2 separate regions of the Mus musculus genome follow, and region 1 is linked to region 2. A link is a contact called in public promoter capture Hi-C data. All regions are on one chromosome and are shown on one strand. The core of a region is the stretch at or near the end of the contact, and the rest is flanking DNA. Distances in the headings are between cores, read along the strand shown. Region 1 overlaps Gpatch8 (G patch domain containing 8). Region 2 overlaps Ubtf (upstream binding transcription factor, RNA polymerase I).

Region 1 (6,340 bases), core at 3,462-5,961, 230 kb before region 2:
ACCAGCCCTTTACATGGGGTAAAACTGGGGTCATCAGACTCGTATCTTTAGGCAACAAGACTTAGCTTCCGAGCCATCCTTCTTCTCCTGAACTCCTTCCATCCCTCATGTTTGACCTTTGTGTGATGATCAGGAGCTCTCCCACTGAACTACATCCTCTGCTGGCAGTTTTTTTAAGAAAATAATTTCTATTTATTTATCTGGCAGTATGTGGGACATGTGTCTGTCAGAGGACAGCTTGGCTGAAGTAGGTTCTCTTTTTCTACCACTTGTGTGCTATCGATCAAACTCAAGTGGCCAATCTTGGTGGTACATGCCTTTACAATGTTGAGCCATCTCACTGGGCCTTGTAGATTTTTTTTTTTTTTCTGAGACAGGGTTTCTCTGTGTAGCCCTGGCTGTCCTGGAACTCACTCTGTAGACCAGGCTGGCCTCGAACTCAGAAATCCACCTGCCTCTGCCTCCCAAGCGCTGGGATTAAGGCGTGGGCCATCACTGCCTGGCATAATTTTGGTTTTATACCAAAAATAAAAAAATAAAAATAACTTGTAGTTGGCTAGATTATCACTTACTTCAATAATAACTACTTTTGAAAAATAACTGCAGGTTTTTTTTTCCAGGGTAATCACTTTGATCAGTATGAAGAAGGACACTTGGAGATTGAACAAGCATCCCTTGACAAGCCCATAGAATCGGTAAGATGACCCGTGCTTATTTTGGGTCTTAGCCAGTTAGTTAGGTAGAGCTCGTGTGACACTTGATGTGAGTGAAGTTAAACTTAGGCACAACTGATAGTACAGTTTAGAGCCATTTTCTTGCATGCCCTAGAGTAATCAGGTGGACTTTTGGGTGTGATTTGTTAGAAAATCAGTGTAAAACAAAGAGAAAAAGTTAGAATTTAATGGAAAAAAAATGTTACTTTTGGCCTATATTAAACCTTGATAAAAGACAGAAAGTTGGGGTAGTGTTTTTGTAAATCAAATAAAGGAGTAAAATGTATTTTGATCCTTTAATACCGTTTCTGGACAACATAATCATGTGTGAAATGTTCTAGTAGAAACAGTTACGAAGTAGCAAGGTACTTGTGAGACATGGTAAGCTTGGTCTCTGTAGCTTAAGAAATGACTGGTGGTTTTTTGTTTTTTGTTTTCCAGGTTAACAGTTAGTTACTTTTGTCTTTTCACACTTCTTAGTCTATGACAGTAATGATACCAAGCCAGAGAACAAGGAGATTTTCTCTGCCTCTTACTTAAAAAAAAAAAGTGATGGTGGCGCACGCCTTTATTCCGAGCACTTGGGAGGCAGAGGCAGGTGAATCTATGAGTTTGAGGCCAGTCTGGTCTACAGAGTGAGTTCTGGGACAGCCAAGGCTACACAGAGAGAACCCTGTTTCTAGGAGGAAAGAAAAGTCTTAAGTTTTGGACATAAAACAATGTTATTCTAGAACAACTGCCCATAGTTGAAGTGTCTAAGCTTGTTATTGTCAGTATTTAAAATTTGTGCTTACATGTGTCTACTTAAGAAGATTTAATTGAGGCATTGGTAAAGCTTGAATAGATACGAAGTCAGACAGGGAATCCTAAGTTTTATATATCCTTCAAGATAGGCCCCTCTCCCTTTAAGCAACACTAGTTTCTTTTCCTTCTGTGAAATAACAAAGCAGTTGAGAAAGTATAGATAATTTAACTTTTGCTTTCAAAGCTATGACATAGTAAAGGATCAACATATATTTATGTTCCTAATTAGGTTGGTGTTGTGTGTGTTTGTGTGTATGTTTAGATGTTTACAGAATTTACACAACTTGGGGTGTTCGACATTTTTCTTCCACAGCAGTTGGCCCATATTAGCTAAGCAGCCATGATCTGGTTTGTATTGCACGGTCTGCCTTTTTTTTTTAATTTCTTCTCTAGGGTTTCTTTCTCCCTACCTCCCCTTCTTATTTCTGTTTTTCTGGTCCAGTGAACACTGCATATAGTACTTTCTGTCTTAATGTGCTGGCATGATGCTAGACTAGGCATGGCAGTAATTGATGACGCATGTGATAATGCTGCAGAGGGAGAGTTCATAGCTGAGCGTGTGCTGAACCTAAGAGGAAAATGCCAAGCCCACTCTGCTAAATAAAGTCCACCAAGGCTCGTGCCTTGTTCTGTATCAGATCATCAGGAAGAATTTTATAATGAAATTCGTAGGCAAGATACATGGTTTGTACTTAAATAATTTAGTTTTCCATTTTAATTTAAAAATATTTCTTTGCATCAGTTTTAAGGATAAACCCCCAGTTGTTAGAGCCTCCCAGTCCCATATCCCATCAGGGTCACAGATGTTCGGTTTCTGTTGAGCACTTTGTCTGGGCAGTATCAGGAAGTTTAATTAGTCTGAAACTGTAGCCTGCTTCATTTGTAATGTACTTAATGAATATTTCTTTAAAAGCATTTACATTTAGCCCTTTTAAGTTCTGTGTAGGTCCACATTACAATTTTCTAAGCCATTCCTATGACATGAGACTAATGATACTATTTCCTCACAGTGCCCAGGATTTTTTTCTTGGACATGTCGTATTCGTAAGCAAAGCACTGTGTCAAGTCAGTCTGCTTGAGTAATCATTGCCGAGTAATCTCAGTGAGTAAGAGTAGAATCAGCTCAGGGCTTGTTTAGTAGAGAATGTTAATCTCCATTAAAATAACAAATGCTACTGTGCTCAGACAGGACCTTTACTTTTTAAAATAAATGTGTGGTCAGAGATATATATGTTATAATAAGTTATACTTCTGGTGAAAAATTATTTCTGGAGTCTATAAACATATACATTAATTGTGAGTTAATAGTTTAAATAATAGTAGAAAGACCTTTTAAGATGCATTATGTTAAATAGAAGGTAGGACTCAAAGAAAAAAAAAAAGAAAAACGGGTCCCAGAAAACAAAGAGCTTTATTTCTGCTACCTAATCATCTAGAAACAAAATTTAAAGTTTTAAAAGCACACCTATATCCAAAGACAAAAGTCCTCTATCTGAATGCCCAGCAGATAAGTGTTTAGTTTTGGGGCTGGCTGGCTGGCTTGAGCTGTTTCGTTCTAAGCGGGGTTGTTGCTTTTTACACAGTCTCTGCTGAATTAAGATCTTTCTCTGCAGCAATATCGTGAGAGGTGCTGACTGTTTTGCTACAGCATGCAACTCAAAAGTGGCTGGGGAAACACAGCTTTGGGAGTCTACAGATCATTGCAGGAGCTAAATAGTCATTTCAATACGTAAGCAAGGGGTCTGCAGCACCTGATGACTGGAGGTCTGCACAGGTTTGTGTCAAGAATATGCCTATATGAAAGGCTGTTATGAGTATGGAATTAAGGCTATTTGTTTCATAATAGAGCATATTTGATACAAATCAGCAAAATGTGAAATGAGATTCAAAGATATTAATGAGTTATACATTAACCAAACTTCTGAAGTCTGGATTTGTTAGTGAGATTATATAGTTACTCAATTTTAGTAGGCAAATGTTAAAAACAAGATTCATAAAATACAAAATTCATTAAAAAACAACAATCAGAATAATGTTTGCAATAAAGTTTTATTTTCCTTTATTTCAACTAAAATATCCTTTTGATCAAGAGTAAAATATTTTCTAAAAAATTACATTAGAATTGGCAGATAACTTGACTATCTGAATTATAGTGAAAGAATAAAATATGTTTTCTTAATGCAAACAACTTTTTTAGTTTCAACTTTAAAAGTTGTTAGTTATGAGATTTTGACATTAAAGCCACAACTATGACCTCCATACATTTAAAATATTGGGAAAACTAAATATAACCTAAATCCCTAGCCCAATCTTAGATTCTATTGTAGTTACAAGAATCGGTTAGTACGATTTAGAATATATGATTTTTTTTTATGATCTTATCCTAGTTTGAAGATGATAAATCAGATGGGATAATGAAGTTGGATAAAAGAAAAAAAATGCCTGCATCATAGACTTGAAAAAATGCTGTCATTGATACAACTGAAAGTACAACTTTCCACCAGATTAGTTGCTTTTATTGTGACTGATAAAAATCCTGACTTTAGGAGTTGTCAAGTTTAGTGGGTTTTTTAAAAGTTAGTGTTAAGTTTTCCAACTATCTAGTTGCCAATGTTTAGTTTACTTAAGTAGGGATTTAATAGTACATATATACCTGGAGTTTTGTTATGTTGCATATCTGTGTAGATCTGTGGACTCCACTAGTTCCAAAATGTAACTCTGTGAGACTGCTAATTTGACTCTTAGCAGTGACCTTATGTGGACTGCACAATAAACAATATGCTTCTTGGAGCTGAATGGTGTAGCATTACTATATGGCTTTTCTCTCTAGTCTTCATTGTCATCTGTAGTGAGCTATAGATTTTTTTTGTTTGTTTGGGGAATTTTTGCAGATTTGTTCTTTGCATGGGTTCACATGGTAGCATTGGTTCTTGCTTATAGTCTCTAATACACAATCAGCAAAGCTTACAACCCACTCAAGAGACTTATCATTTTTGTTCTGCTGAAAACGGCCTAAATTTTATAAATTAAATCCAGTTGTCAACTAAAAGAAAATTGAGTGTAGGATTAATATTTATCTAGTCACTGATGTATCTGAAGTGGTTTTCTCTTGAGAACATGAGGTTCTGTTTTCTAGTATCAAAACTTGCAGTCAGCCCTTGCAAGAAAATACATTTTTATCTGTGTTTTGGCATGCCCTATGCTGCTGTTGCCAAATGGTCCTAGTTCCCATAGTGGTATGTAGTTAAGTGGAGCAGAGAGCAGTTCCTGCGAAAGTTTTGTACTTCCAGTTTAATTGATAAATAAGAATGTTGAAGACCATCTAAAATAGTTACTGAAGTTTTTGTTTCAATGTATTGGTGGTCACTTATAAAGCACTTTTTGCATTTGAAGATCCTCCCATTTAAAAACTCTAACATAATAGACAGGAACACATATTGGTAGTACAGAATTTTAATTTACTTTTTAACTTACAAATAGAAAGCCAGAACAAGTCAGTTGAGGTAATCTTGCTCCCTTCCTCCCCCAAAAAGAGTTTTCATTCAGTTCAGCTTCACTTGCACACACTAGGACTTCACTTGCAGCTGAAGATCACAAAGCTGCCATTTGGAACAACTCTGGCAACTCTGAATCAGATAGAAAATTGTCTTTCTGTGTCTTCCTTAAGACAATTTCATTTCCCTTATTTCTTCATTTAAAATAGAAATATCCTTGTAATTCTTTTTTTGTTAAGATTTATTTATTTTATGTATATAAAATACACTGTCTGTCTTCAGACACACCAGAAGAGGGCATAAGATCCCATTACAGATGGTTGTGAGCCACCAAAAGGCAGCCACTGCTCTTAACTCCTGAGCCATCTCTCCAGTCCCCTCCTTTGTAATTCTTACATGTACATTTAAATAGTACATAATCTAGCCTGTTAGCACCACAAGTCTTTGTTAATTGTACATTGTTTGAAAGGCTAAAAGATTAATTTTTGTTTCTATAAAATAATTTAAAACTCAAATTATATCTTTATGTAGATAGTATTAACTTTTTTATGTGTGGGGGTGAAATAGGGTCCAATTTGACTTAGATGCCAGTGGGTAACTTAAGATGGCTTTGAACACATAACAGTCCTGCTTTAGCCTCCCAAGTGTTAGAATTTCAGGTGTGAACCACCACACCTGGCTGTTTTTGTTGTTTGTTGGGACAGTTTCTTAAGAGACATTACTGGTTTCAGACTCAGAGGATGATCCTGGATCTCTGATCTCTGATTCGCCTTCCTCTTCCTCTTCCTCTTAGGATTGTAGGTAGGCACATGACTTTCTTTGTTTAGTCTCTCCCTCCCTCCCCCTCTCTCTTTTTCTTTCTCTCTCTTCTTTCTTCCTTTCCTTTCCCTTTCCCTTTCCTTTCCTTTCCTTTCCTTTCCTTTCCTTTCCTTTCCTTTCCTTTCCTTTCCTTTCCTTTCCTTTCCTTTCCTTTCCTTTCCTTTCCTTTCCTTTTCTTTCCGACAGAGCTCTCTATTATGTTGCTCCGAGTGCCCTGAAACTCATTCTGTAGACCAGGCTGTGACCTTAAACTAACAGAATTGAGAATTGCTGGAATTAAAGGGGTGAGCCATCATGCCTGGCTTTTTCTTCTTTTAAGTCTTAACTCATACTGTTGCCATGGAACTCAATATGTACACAAGTTGGATTTCCTTTCTCAAGTGCTGGAATTGTAGACATGTGCCATTATGCCTGGCCTTACATATTTTATTTTTATTACTTTAAAAAAATAAAAAATTGTAATTATTGTAATGATAAAAATTATAAAGAGTTGCTGATTCTTACAAGATA
Region 2 (6,634 bases), core at 3,063-5,562:
TGCTGAGTAGCTTGAGGCTTCCAGCTAAATGATGCTGGAACACACTTGAGTTTGGAACCTCTTCTGCCCTCCAGTGCTCTTCCCCCTGCCGCGTCACATAAGTGACCTTGTTTTCCCGTGTACAAGGGTACACGGTCTCTCCTTGCCTCAGGCTGCTTCCTCCTACAGAAACAGACCCCTGTCCAGATTCTCAGGGGTGTAGGCCTTTAGGTAAACGTTGTCCGAACCTCCTGGGCAGAGATGGATAAAGCCCAAGACAAGCTCAGGGGGGTTCCCTGGAAGACAGGGAAGCAAAATACTGAAGGGAGTTCAACACGTTAAAGATGGGAGAGAGCCAAACGTGAGGAGGAGATGCTGGGTGATGAGGCCAAGGGTGTCAGTGCCGGGCAGTAGGGTCTGAAGGATGCACACTGGTGGGCAAAGAACACAGAGTCAAACGAATTAATCTGGCTGAGCTCATATGCTCTTACTGTTAAATCCAAAATGGGATAGGCTTGGTTGGGTAAAACCAGCTGTCTGTGGCCCATACCCAAGCCCAAGTAGCATTAACTGGCAGGGCTGCCATTGACCCCATGGGTGAGGACTTGGGACTGTGACTACACACACCACCAGACCCCTGAGGGGTGGGAGAGAGAGGCTAAGAAGCAGAAGCAGGGAGGGACAGAGAAACTTGAGTGGAGAAAGCTTAGGCACGGGCACACTAATGTGGGCCTGTCATATTGTTGCCGGTCGGCTGTGTCTGGTCCTTCAGGTAAGTCACTTCAGTACTCCTGATTGAGGCGTGGAGGGTGAACCCTGAGATGCCTTTTAAGTTCCCGTCTGAGGAGGACTGAGGGTGCCCTAGGGAGGCCGTGCTGTTTCTGGTTTCTGTTGGGAAGCATGGTGGAAATGAGCTGCCTCCTTGCTTGCTCCTGGTGCCTCTTACAAGGAGGAGTCTAGTTCAGTTGTGAGCCTCTGGTCCTTTCCAGTGCTATCTTGACCCAGAATTGAGAAAGGAAGGAAGGAGAAATGGATGTTATGCAAGAGGGAAGAGGCATAAGAGGAGGGAGGGGTTTCTAAAAGCCTGGGGCTCCAGGAGCACAGAGGAAGGGACAAGGCAGGAGGGGACAGTGACCAAGAAGACAGGAATGCCGGAGACCCAGAGCTGGTGCTGGATGGGAAAGAAACTGCAGATTTAGGCCATTTATTGGGAGGTGGTTTACGTTGTGAGAACTCATCTCCTGCCCCTTCAACAATATCCTCTGCTGCTTCAGAAGCAGAATTAAGCCTTCCTGGTGCTGTTAGCCACCCCAGAGGGGACAGACCAACATCAGCTGCCACAGAGATGGTGGGAAGAGGGAGCACAGCAGCCAGAGAGCGCCACGAGACTCAAGGGAGTTATGTGGTATTAGAGAAAGTGCTGGGTAGTCCGAACCTGTCACAGTTCACCTACTGGGTGATGTGATGTCTCCTGGCTTCTGGGGCATTCTGTCTTAATATGGAGATGGGTGACTGGGAGTCTCCCTGAAAATCCCACTATCTGGCTGTTAGTCACCAAGCTTAATGTAAGTCCAGCTCACTAGAGGCACAGGAACCAAGCATCTAAAATCATAGCAGGAAGCAAGGCAGTCACAGAGGAGGGTGGCTTTTTCTAGATCTGGGTGAAGTAGGCCTTGGGTCCTGGGTGACTCCATCCCCTCCTCCCCTCAGATGAAATATATTCAGGACTTCCAGAGGGAGAAACAGGAGTTCGAGCGAAACCTGGCCCGATTCAGGTAAGGCAGAGGAGGGCTATGGGGCACTGGGTGCGGTAGGATAAACGTACTGTCTGAGACTAGAACTGACCGTCCATGAAACGTGGAAGTCTTGTGTAGACTGTAGTGTCAGGTTCAGGGGCAGGGACAGGTTGCCAGCCACAAACTTCCACCGAGCTCCTGCAGGAAGGCCTAAAAGGCTTGGCTTGGGCAGCTAGCTGGGGTCTGCCCTAGCGGTGTCCCCTGCTGACCCTTGCTCCGGTCCCCTGGTTAGGGAGGATCACCCTGACCTTATCCAGAATGCCAAGAAGTCGGACATCCCCGAGAAACCCAAAACTCCCCAGCAACTGTGGTACACCCACGAGAAGAAGGTGTATCTCAAAGTGCGGCCGGATGTGAGTGTCTGGCCAAAGGGTAGGGGCGGAGGGCACACGGCGGTGGCAAGGGGGGAGCCGCGCCTGGTGGCTGGGTATGGTGCAGGGGAGCAGGAGAGGAGGCCCCTCCCCAGGGGGGGGGATTGCATGGACAGGGCCTGGGCCAGCTGGCGTGCGAATGAGTGTGTGTGTGAGCCTGTCCCTCGCACCAAGGCGGATCCCTGCCTCTCCACCTTACCCTCCTGGCCTGCGGTGGACACTTGCGTGACCTCCTGTGGCCCGAGGGGGGCGGGGCCCTCTGTGCCCCTCCCCCCCTCCCCTGCCCCTGGCTGCCTGCGTGTGTCTGACGGCTTTTGGTTTGCAGGCCACTACGAAGGAGGTGAAGGACTCCCTGGGGAAGCAGTGGTCTCAGCTCTCGGACAAAAAGAGGCTGAAATGGATTCATAAGGCCCTGGAGCAGCGGAAGGAGTACGAGGTTAGGCTTCCGCTGCGCTCCTCCCCATCCGGCTCTTCACGAGCCTTTGCCCTCTGACTCGTGCCACAGCGTTCTGCACGTGGCAGTCGTTCCCTGACCTTCTACTGAGGGAGGGGCCTTTTGGGCCCCTTTCCTCTGTCCCTACCGTCTTACAAGCCCCGTTCCCACCCGAGAGATCTCAGGCTAGGGCAGAGCAGGACACCATATTGCAGATGACACAGCAGACACACAGACACACGGCCATCCCCAGCTTTGCTCCCTGCCTCCCCTCCCCAGCGGCTCTCCCCCTTATGTTGTCCCCGCTAACCCCACACCCCATTACCCTCCGCTCCCCTACCTCCCTCTGCAGGAGATTATGCGGGACTATATCCAGAAGCACCCTGAGCTGAACATCAGTGAGGAAGGCATCACCAAGTCCACCCTCACCAAGGCCGAGCGCCAGCTCAAGGACAAGTTCGATGGGCGACCTACCAAGCCGCCTCCGTGAGCACCGCCCTGGATGGGTGGGCGAGTGGGCCATCAGGGAGTTGTTCGTGAAGAACTTGAACCCAGTCCCGTTTGCTCATGGGTGTGCCTTCCTCCGGATTCAATAGGAACAGCTACTCCCTGTACTGTGCGGAGCTCATGGCCAACATGAAGGATGTGCCCAGCACAGAGCGCATGGTGCTATGCAGCCAGCAATGGAAGCTGCTCTCTCAGAAGGAGAAGGATGCCTATCACAAGAAATGTGACCAGGTGCGCAGGGCAGGTGCCAGGCCACCCCGAGCTCGGGGTCTTGACTTGGGGTTTAGCGCATGAGCTTTGCCTGGGCTCAGTAACTCACTGATTACAGGTGCCTCAGCCACCTGCCTTCAGCCTGGGCCGGGTTTAGCCTCCCCTGTCTGTCAGGCCTCTTGGCTGCCATCTTCAGGGGGTGAGAAGGTTACATACACCCAGTCCCTAGGGGCCTGCTGAGGCTGGCTGGCCCAGGAGAATGGAGGCTGACCCCAACTCACTGAATCCCCTTACTTTCCTAGAAAAAGAAAGATTATGAGGTAGAGCTGCTGCGGTTCCTTGAGGTAAGTAGGCACCACCTTGAGGTGGGCAGAGGGCGCATTCTGGAGTCCGAGGAGCCGGCCTACCTGCCTGCTGCAGCCCCATACCCTTCTTCCTACCTAGAGCTTGCCGGAGGAAGAGCAGCAGCGGGTTCTGGGGGAGGAGAAGATGCTGAACATCAATAAGAAGCAAACCACCAGTCCGGCCTCCAAGAAGCCTTCACAGGAAGGTGGCAAGGTGAGTGTCCCATGCCCGTGGGGGTGGGGGCCAGGATGGAGCCGCTCACAGGAGGAGGCTAGTGGCAATTGTACCTCCGATACTCCCCGTACTTCCCTTAGGGTGGCTCCGAGAAGCCCAAGCGGCCTGTGTCTGCTATGTTCATCTTCTCTGAGGAGAAGCGAAGGCAGCTACAGGAGGAACGACCTGAGCTCTCCGAAAGCGAACTGACCCGCCTTCTGGCCCGCATGTGGAACGACTTGTCCGAGAAGAAGAAGGTCGGGCCTTGGAGAGACCCCCTACTACTCTTCCCTAAGGGTCTCCTGGGCCACTTCCATGCGCGCGGTTACAGCCGCTCCCCGGCACCAGAAGTGAATCACACGTGTACCGTGTACCCGGGCTCAATTGCTGGGGCGGGAGCCGGAAGAAGGGAAGCTTTCAGCTTCCTTGTTGGCTCCCTTGGAGAGCGGCCCCATGGGTGGGGCGGAGCTTGGTGGACGTCACTGCTGCCCACGGCTTCTGCCGGACCCGCCCTCCTCAACAGGGAGCCGGCAACGAATGCTGGGTGGGCTTAGCGCGCCCCCTAGGGGTGGCCCGAATGTTAACATCCTTGCTTTTTCTATAGGCTAAATACAAGGCCCGGGAGGCTGCGCTGAAGGCGCAGTCTGAGAGGAAGCCGGGCGGGGAGCGTGAAGATAGGGGCAAGCTGCCGGAGTCGCCCAAGAGGGCTGAGGAGATCTGGCAGCAGAGTGTCATCGGAGACTATCTGGCCCGCTTCAAGGTAGCGGAGAGTGGGGAAGGATCGGTTTATGGTCTCTAGCAACAGACCCCCTCCCATAACTGATATCCTGGGTTTGTACCTTAGAATGACCGGGTGAAAGCCTTGAAAGCCATGGAGATGACTTGGAACAACATGGAGAAGAAGGAGAAGCTGATGTGGATTAAGAAGGCAGCAGAAGACCAAAAACGATATGAGGTGGGAAGGGGTTGGGCCACCTGCCTCCATGATGGGCCAGGAGGGCCAGCTTTGTTTAAGACCCTGAGCCAGTCTCTTAACTTCCGGCCTGGCATAGGCTAGGTGGGCGTCAAGGTACTAGCCTCTTGGGTGATTTTGGCGGGGGGGGGGGGGGGGGGCGGGACGGGACTACTTCCATTTCAGGGAACATTTTTGAAACGACCCTCTTGGTGCAGTGACTTGTCCAGCAGTTGTTTTGAGAAGAGTCCTGCTATGGATCCCAGCTAGCTACCACTACCAGCTCTAGCTCCTCCTGCCTTAATCTCTGCCGAGTTGAGATCTCCCCCGCCAGTGGGGTGGGGAGTGCGGGTGTGGGTGTGACCTCTCCGTCTCTCTCCACAGAGAGAGTTAAGTGAGATGCGGGCCCCTCCAGCTGCTACAAACTCTTCCAAGAAGATGAAGTTCCAGGGAGAACCCAAGAAACCTCCTATGTAAGCCTGAGGCTGGGACCTATGGTGTAGACAGGGCTTAGAAGGCGGCTCCCTTAGGACCCTGACTGTCCCTGTCACCCCACGCTGCAGGAACGGTTACCAGAAGTTCTCCCAGGAGCTGCTGTCCAATGGGGAGCTAAATCACCTGCCGCTGAAGGAGCGCATGGTGGAGATTGGCAGCCGCTGGCAGCGCATCTCCCAGAGCCAGAAGGAGCACTATAAGAAGCTGGCGGAGGAGCAACAGAGGCAGTACAAGGTGCACTTGGACCTCTGGGTCAAGGTGAGAGAGAGGACAAAGGCACCTTGGAAGGGAGTGCCTGCAGGGACTGGGAAGTCCTGCGGGGCAGTGGGTACTGACATTTTTTAAAGCTAAGCAAGCCAAGGTATCAAGTCATTTGCCAAGGTTACATAGTAGACAGTTTGTGTAGACTGGGTGCTCTTCGTTCAAGCAAGGACCAGGAGACTTGTAGGGCCTGGCTAGGCTGGCAGTCTCCACTGCTGTGCTTGAATGGTCACATTTGTCCAGGGAGAATTACCTGTCACTCAGATAGGCTAACCAAAGACCCAGAGGGATGGCAGGAATTCAGTGTTCAAGAATTTTGTCAGTCTTCGTCGTCATTTCAAAGACTGGGGTCCAGGTGGGGTTGACCTCGTGAGTCATTGGGGGGGGGCATGCTTTGCAGTTAAAGAAGCCCTAGGTACAGGGCTACCATTTGGAAACGGCAGTTGGGGGTAGGGCATTGCTATGAAAACTGACTTGGTTCAGTGTTCAGAATCAGGAGTTATGTTCTGAGCCCCTAAAAGCTTTCTGCAGGGACCCAAAGTTTAGGAGACTGAGTGTAAAGATAAGGTATGTGGGAGCTCTGCCCAGTGGACGTCGGCGTATGCAGCCAGCTGTAGGATGGGGTTGATCTTATTCCCAGTTCTTTCTCCCCAGAGCCTGTCTCCCCAGGACCGCGCAGCATACAAAGAATACATCTCCAATGTAAGCAGGAGCACAAGGCAGTGGAGGGGGAGGCTGGAGGGACTCTGCAGGGGCTGGGACTCACTTCAGCCCCCTTCCCATCCTTTCTGTCAGAAACGTAAGAACATGACCAAGCTCCGAGGCCCAAACCCCAAGTCTAGCCGGACCACCCTGCAGTCCAAGTCGGTAAGGCACCCCTGCAAGGTGGGTGGGTGGCTGGCAAGGTGGGTGTATCTGGCTGCTGATGCGTCTCCACACCTCCCAGGAGTCCGAGGAGGATGACGATGAGGAGGAGGAGGACGACGAGGAGGAGGAGGAAGAGGAAGATGATGAGAACGGTGACTCTTCTGAGGATGGCGGGGACTCTTCTGAGTCCAGCAGTGAAGATGAA

The links. Capture Hi-C pulls out chosen DNA fragments and counts their contacts.
Region 1: a contact with region 2 is called in a promoter capture Hi-C map of adipose tissue, with 2.3 times the contacts expected there. The contact joins two enhancer-like sites. A contact is called at or near these places in 2 of 39 promoter capture datasets (the HPC-7 cell line and cranial neural crest), 5 of 115 datasets of contacts at active chromatin or transcription factors (the 230-238 cell line, the SCID.adh cell line, bone marrow-derived macrophages and 2 more) and 3 of 9 other capture datasets (adipose tissue, liver and pancreatic islet).

What each region holds. Positions count from the first base shown.
Region 1 is chr11:102,532,637-102,538,976 of GRCm38.p6, reverse strand. Gpatch8 (G patch domain containing 8) reads left to right here. Exons shown (of 8, transcript NM_001159492.1): 2 at 621-695. Among named protein-coding and RNA genes, the nearest start is that of Gm25337, 13 kb to the left of the region's middle. Within about 2 kb of position 4,711, at least 2 of the 459 cell types and tissues checked have an H3K27ac peak or open chromatin away from gene starts, as enhancers often do. A contact at or near this core is called in adipose tissue, where this site is marked.
Region 2 is chr11:102,306,874-102,313,507 of GRCm38.p6, reverse strand. Ubtf (upstream binding transcription factor, RNA polymerase I) reads left to right here. Exons shown (of 21, transcript NM_011551.7): 6 at 1,690-1,754; 7 at 2,008-2,128; 8 at 2,472-2,582; 9 at 2,932-3,065; 10 at 3,176-3,317; 11 at 3,599-3,640; 12 at 3,741-3,854; 13 at 3,956-4,111; 14 at 4,459-4,614; 15 at 4,699-4,809; 16 at 5,191-5,279; 17 at 5,370-5,559; 18 at 6,217-6,264; 19 at 6,358-6,429; 1 more. Among named protein-coding and RNA genes, the nearest start is that of Ubtf, 8.9 kb to the left of the region's middle. Within about 2 kb of position 4,312, at least 336 of the 459 cell types and tissues checked have an H3K27ac peak or open chromatin away from gene starts, as enhancers often do. A contact at or near this core is called in adipose tissue, where this site is marked.